Regions from separate parts of the Bombyx mori genome. Here region 2 is linked to region 1. A link is a contact called in public Hi-C data. All regions are on one chromosome and are shown on one strand. Each heading gives the region's core, a stretch centred on a gene start, on an enhancer-like site or on the middle of the called end of the contact. The rest is flanking DNA. Distances are from core to core; before and after follow the strand shown. Region 1 holds the start of LOC101744027. Region 2 holds the start of LOC105841499 (transmembrane protease serine 3-like).

Evidence for each region. A called contact is a pair of places that touch in the nucleus more often than the background predicts.
Region 2: a contact with region 1 is called in a Hi-C map of whole pupa, with 2.3 times the contacts expected there. The contact joins the promoter of LOC105841499 here to the promoter of LOC101744027 in region 1. A contact is called at or near these places in 3 of 7 Hi-C or Micro-C datasets (middle silk gland and whole pupa).

The regions. Positions count from the first base shown.
Region 1 is chr6:2,172,944-2,176,349 of ASM3026992v2, forward strand. It overlaps LOC101744027, which reads right to left and starts at 1,764. Exons shown (of 8, transcript XM_038011802.2): 1 at 1,617-1,764; 2 at 1-1,407. The coding sequence starts at 1,186. It overlaps LOC101739356 (ER membrane protein complex subunit 2), which reads left to right and starts at 2,958. Exons shown (of 7, transcript XM_038011803.2): 1 at 2,958-3,240. The coding sequence starts at 3,207.
Region 2 is chr6:2,358,771-2,362,176 of ASM3026992v2, forward strand. It overlaps LOC105841499 (transmembrane protease serine 3-like), which reads left to right and starts at 1,707. Exons shown (of 1, transcript XM_012689653.4): 1 at 1,707-3,406. The coding sequence starts at 3,335. It overlaps LOC101738204 (splicing factor 3A subunit 1), which reads left to right. Exons shown (of 9, transcript XM_004925201.4): 3 at 1-21; 4 at 440-739; 5 at 1,509-1,700.

The DNA.
Region 1 (3,406 bases), core at 514-3,013:
CATTTAAATTATTTTTACACAGTTGGGAATTTGGAATTAAGGTATCGGTGTCTGTATAAACAGTGGTAGTACACGATTTAGGAACAAACTGTTGAGGTGGTGTGTACATGCAAGATCCAAATTGATCCAAAACCATTAAGTTCTGATACATTGAACTACTTTGTGCTACGTTTGTCACAGCATCCGGTCCTGTTGTAATCATAGTGGGCATACTTGAAATAAAAGGCTTACCATCTATGTTATGCACCATTTCTCTGTAAATTATTTGTGAATTTTGAGTCACAACTGTTGATAAACTGGGAGTGAAGGCACCTGTTGACATGTTATTGAATTGGGCGCCTGATAATTGTGGAGCTACAACTTTAGCATCAATATGGGCTGATGAATTAGAAATATTTCCTGAGATCAGCATGTTGTTCTGTATATTCTTTTGCACAAATGTTGGTGTTGTCGGCACCATGACATGCATAGGTTTCACTCCTGATGTAATGTACTGTATCCCACCTACATTGGTTTTCAAAAGTATGTTATTGGGCTTTGGTAGAATCTTTACAAAATCTTGGGCTTTCTTATGTCCTGCTGACACAAGATTGTTTTGCGGTGGAAACCTTAAGCCAGCAGCTATTGGTGGTATGTTATATGTTAAAACATTGTTTACATTATCCATGGCAGTATATTCAGCACTCCGTGAATATTTAATCTCTCTATCTTCTTGTGGTTCTTGAAACACTGTAAATGGCTGTTCAAAATCTGACAGTTGAGAACTTTGAAACTGTTGCATTTTATCACTTTTCAATCCATATGACAAAGAATGCTGACCTGATGGAACTGAATTTGTGTCAAAATTAATACTATCTCTAATTTCAGGTGTCTCATTCCGTGATAGAGATGTAATTGATGTTGATTTGGGAGTCCTACTTGGTGGCCTTCGCCAGTAGCGGTCAGGTTCACTGCTTCGCTGTGATCCATTCCATCTGTCATCTGCAGGTGTCCGAGACCGACTTCTGTATGAGCGTTCCGAGTTTGCAGGAGTTGATGTTCTACTGCCGAAACCACTGCCTTTTGAGGTAAGACAACACAAAGCTTTGATAACTTGGTCCTTGGGGTGAGTGTCGAGATGTGATTCCAAACTCATTCCATTGTGAAGGTAAAGGGTGCACACAGGACATTGTATTAATTGATCCATTGTTGGGTGTTTCAATCACAAATTACTGAATGCTTAATTTGTGGTAAGGTCGAACGAAACAGTTTAGTTAGACTTGTTTTTTCACTATTAAAATGCGCGTTCGTAGTCCGTGTGACCCGTTCGTCCAGAGTGCGTGACGTACATATCTACATTTCATACGCAAGGCTCTCGATCAAACACCAACAACACATAACTTCCTTCCAAATACGTTGCTTATCGATCTGCGAAACAAAATACAGTATAAAATATAGGTATCTACATTATAAACTCGCACCCGACAATCGTATGAGCTGCGCAACATGTAAACATGGTACAAAAGAAAACAAAACTTGAAGATAAAGGCCATTAGGACATAAAAAGTCTGGCACCAAGTACAATGAAATACGAAATGAGTTCATGAATATAAGGGTAAGTCAGCTATGGCGTTTACCTATTATATCGTGTGTTGTACATAGTCCATTGCTTCAAAATCATCAAATATTTGGCTCTATTCATTTACGTTTAAGCGTATTCTATAAATATTTCTAATTTGTCAGACATATTGCAGACGTCTCGTTCACGTTCACAATACTTGTTTCGTTCTACGTTACGAAATGTCGATGAACTTTTCAAAATTGTCATTTCCGACGTGTTTTCATCAATTTCTAAATCATTCTGCGTAGAAGAGAACGTAAATGACAAACACGATAATAAAAATTATTTTGTCTGTATACGCCTCGTAAATCAAAGGGTACCAGCCAATAATGGATTGAGTGAAAGGAGGACTCACTGATGTATCCAGCTCTGGTGACCATACGATGGATGAACAAATAATTTTATCATCATCCTCATAAATAAAAAAATATCTGAGGCGCAGCTCTTAACGCCATACATACGATTTGCAATTACCTTGTTTCCTAATGTACTTCAATTAAATTGAGATATTCAAGATAGGGAAGGTCTACCTTTAAAAAAAAATGTTTTCTTACTCTCCTCTCAATCTAATTCCTTCAATGCGTACAATTCTCAATTTTATTGAATGTAAATATTTAATTTAAAATGCAATTTAATTGTTCTTAAATGACTTTGTGGACATTTGTAACAGAATTCCTTACTTTACACTGTAAGGTGTGCAGATCGTATTTTGATTGTTCTTTTTTTGTGGAAAGGAAGGATAACAGGAAATCGGTTATGGGAGAAGCTTACTAACCAGTGCCTGAATGCACTCGTAGGAGACTTATGAGCTCAAAAGCAACTATTTCGTGTTCTACATCGATATCACTGTGTTAAGTATCTCGTCGAACTCTGCGCTGGATCGACAAGTACGGTGACCTGTATTTTATTTGCTGCTAACGTTAGTACTACTAACGTCCTACAGCAGCACTAGGAGTGGACAAGAAGGATCCACGATGACGTATGTTTAAATGGCCTCGGCGGTGATCGGCTACTGCGTGAGCCGAGTCTGAGCGTAGTTGTCGACAGCCGTGATTAGTTAACATGTCGCACCATCACCCAACGACGCTTTCGTAATATACTTACGGATAGATTCGGATATGTACTGATTGACGTAAAAATCCATATTCCTCATGTTCCACATTGTTTCGACGGCTATTCGAAGAGCGGAGTCTTGAAAATTATTTTATTTTGTTGATTTTGTTTAAATTTCTGTAGCACTCTCACTAGGTAGCCACATTTTACATAGAATTTTAAAATTCCAATATCTCTCCTCATTAAATTCCATTTCATTTCATTTCTTTCCCCTTTTATTTTGAATGCAAAGGCTTCGCCCTTTGTTTCAAAAAATTTAGCAATATGAGTCATGTTTCTTTTGCCTGTCTATAGAAAAAAAAAAAAAAATTATGTGCTTTTGCCAGTTTTGCCATAAATGTTCGAAAAAGTTAATTTATGAATTTTAAGATAGTGTTGTATGTCACATAAAATTATTTAGATTTTTGTTGTTGTTAAGTGTTTGTAATTGCTTCAGTCCGTGATATATTATTCCAAGTTTTGGGGGTAAATTAAATTAAAAACAGTAAACAAAATGTCTTTTAATTACGAAGAAATAAGCCACAATGGTAAGCTGTTTAACAGTAATATGATGAATAACTGTGGGCTAGTTATCATATCATGGTTCAGTCTATGACCAAAATTAAATATCTTAATTGAAGTAAATATAGTTCCGGATTTTATAATTAGACTAATAATTATACTTAGGATATAACCTCCCTAATAGAATGTGTG
Region 2 (3,406 bases), core at 457-2,956, 190 kb after region 1:
GAGGAAAGCTCGACTTCGGAGGTAATATTTTTAATGATTTTACAATTTAAGCTGAACCAGTATCAACAAACTGATTTCAAAGCTAGCATTTAAAAAATCCTTCAATGCTATATATACAGTTCAGAGCCGTTTGATGCAGTGGTAAGTGACATGGTCACTACACAACAGGGTCGCGGGTTCGAATCCCGCCAAGGGAAGATATTTGTATGATAAATATAAAATGTTTTTTCCAGGGTTATGGATGTATATTAAATATATGTATGTGTATAATAAAAATCTTACATTTATTTCCGTTATCTGGTACCTGTAACACAAGTTCTTTACGAACTTAGCACAGAACCAGTTAACGTGGTGTGATTGTTAGTAAATATTTATTTATTATAAAAAAAAAGCTGTTCTGATAATATCATAGCTAATATTCATGTAAATTATTTTTCAGTCCGAGACGGAGCAAGACGCCCCGCGCGCGGACGAGGCGCCCCTCCCGCCGCGCCCCGACCGCGTCGTCGTCAAGAAGTACAACCCCAAGGAGGCGAAGCCCCGCGCCGCCGCCGGGGACGAGTGGCTCGTGTCGCCCATCACCGGCGAGAAGATCCCCGCCAGCAAGGTGGCCGAGCACGTGCGCATCGGGCTGCTGGACCCGCGCTGGCTGGAGCAGCGGGACCGCGCCGCCGCCGAGCGCACCGACCGGGACGAGGCGCTCGCCCCCGGGGCCGCCATCGAGGCTTCGCTTAAACAGGTATGCCCACATCCAAACTTTTTTGATAAATTTTTTTATTGCTTAAATGGGTGGACGAGCTCACAGCCCACCTGGTGTTAAGTGGTTACTAGAGCCCATAGACATCTACAATGTAAATGCGCCACGCACCTTGAGATATAAGTTCTAAGGTCTCAGTATAGTTACAACGGCTGCCCCGCCCTTCAAACCGAAACGCATTACTGCTTCACGGCTGAAATAGGCAGGGAGGTGGTACCTACCCGTGCGGACTCACAAGAGGTCCTACCACCAGTAACTATTTGCTATGTGTATGTGCATTACTATAATTCTCATGTTGTATTTGTTATTTTAGCTGTTCTACACACACTCATCACTTTTAATTATTATTCTCATAATCCTCTCGCAGGTCTGCTGGAAGAGATTTCTTAAAAAAATAAGCAGTGCCTTTGTACATAATTTTCCTATTACTCGGTACTATGCCTTCTTTTTTGTGTGTACGTAAATAAATAAATAAGTTTATATAATAATATCAAATTTTAAATAAAAAACTGAATTCAACAAAATACAACGAGAGAGAAACGTCTGAAGTCAATAAATGTGCAACTATTGAGGATAATTCCAAAACTACTGATCAAATCTTCATAAAATTTAAATGGCACCATGCTTTCAAATAAACAAATCATCAAAATCAATTCACAAGAGAAAAAAACCTCAGGAAACAAAAAAATGTCGAATTGCAAACCTCCTTATTTTGTAAGTCTGTTAAGAAAATAATAAACATTTGTTGTAGTTGGCGGAGCGTCGTACTGACATCTTCGGTGTAGGGGACGAGGAAACGACCATCGGTAAGAAGATCGGCGAGGAGGAGAAGAAGCGCGACGAGCGCGTGACGTGGGACGGGCACACCTCCAGCGTGGAGGCCGCCACCCGCGCCGCCAGGGCGCACATCACGCTCGAGGACCAGATCCAGCAGATACACAAGGTGAGCCGCGCCGCCTCCCTTCCACCAGGCCAACGACAAGGACAATGCCACCTCCAAAAGAGCTCCGCATATTCCTTTTTATACATTTTTCCCCCTACCTATGCTGATAGCCTTGAGAGGCTTTTTCTTCTAGATACACCATTTGGTCCACTACAAAATGTTTCTTTATTAATTTCGTTTTTTTTTTTTCATAGAACAAAATAGTTTGAAATTTTCAAATTTTAAACGCATGTGTAGAAAAATATGTGTCGAGTCTCCTAGTACATAAACCGGGGCCGAAAACAATGCGAATAAATCCAGCCACAAAATTTAAAATAATATACAAATATTTTAGTGTTGCACTCGATTTTAGTGACTTTTTTTTCTATATACTGAGTCTTAAGCGGCTATATCAGCTTCGCCCTAACATGTAAGTGAGCTCACGGGGCTCAAACCGGGAGTGTTGCTAACACTGACCCTAGCAAGAGCAGTGCTTCGCAGAATCTACCACCGGATCGGAAACGCGACCCACTGAGAAGATCCGGCGAGAAACTCAGTAGGCTGTGTCTGAGGGTTAAATTAGCGACCCGCCCGTGCTTCGCTTCGGGAACTATAACTTATTATTGATCTTATTGAATTTTCTATCTTCATCTTTCATAATATCGCGCACTCGATTGTGAATAGTCATAACTATTCAAATATTGATCCACCTACCATTCATTACAACCATGATTAACATGCATGTTATTCTGCAGTGTAAGCTATATTATTGTAAGCTTCATCAAAATTCATTGAGCACTTTTTGCGTGAAAGAGTAACAATTAAGATGTAGTGGGAAATTATTTTCCTTCGGGAAAACTCTGATCTTTATCGGAATACGATGACACCCGAACAGTCAATGAATGATTATATTAAATGAGTAACATTTTCATATCCAATAGTATGGAACTTTATTATTTAGTGTCAAAATGAATAATGTCATTGCACTGAGAGAGCACGATAAATACGAACTTTTCCGAAAAATTACGAAGTACTTTTCTGAATATGTCTATACATTCTTACACACTTTCACATTTATAATATTAAGTAGGATGAATCAAAAAAGGGTATTATTATGATATATAAAAAAATCATTGGATTCATTGAACATTGGCTTCAACCCTGATTCCTTCAATGCAGGAAAGGGCTTGCATTTTTTTGCTTACCTAATCGTCGGTACCCTAAAGGGCTATTCTAACTACTCACGGACCGGTAGGTGAGCTCCCTGGGCTCATCCTGAGAGAATTTACTAAAACTAGCCCTAGCAAGCACAGTGCTTCGCAGAATCTACCATCGGGTCGGAATCACGGCCCAATGAGAAGACCCGGTGAAAGAAACTCAGTTACTTGTGTTTGTGGCAGCGTATTCCCAAAAGGACAAGCACTAACACATTTCCCCACCCCCACTGTGCCAGAAAAAAGTTTTCATAAACTATCGTAAATGCCTTAAACAAATAAAATATCAATCAAACTGCTGGGAAACCCGATCGCGAATAACATTGCACAGCGCGTAATAAAAATCTCGTCAATAAAATATAAAACATTAAAACAGAAAAACAATAAAAATGTTTCACGTGTATTGTATTTCTCTTATGTTGAACAACATTGTAATACATAATGGGTATTGTGGCATTGAATCTAATGTTATATTTCGTTTTGCAAACTGTAAATATTGTGGTTTGCACGAAA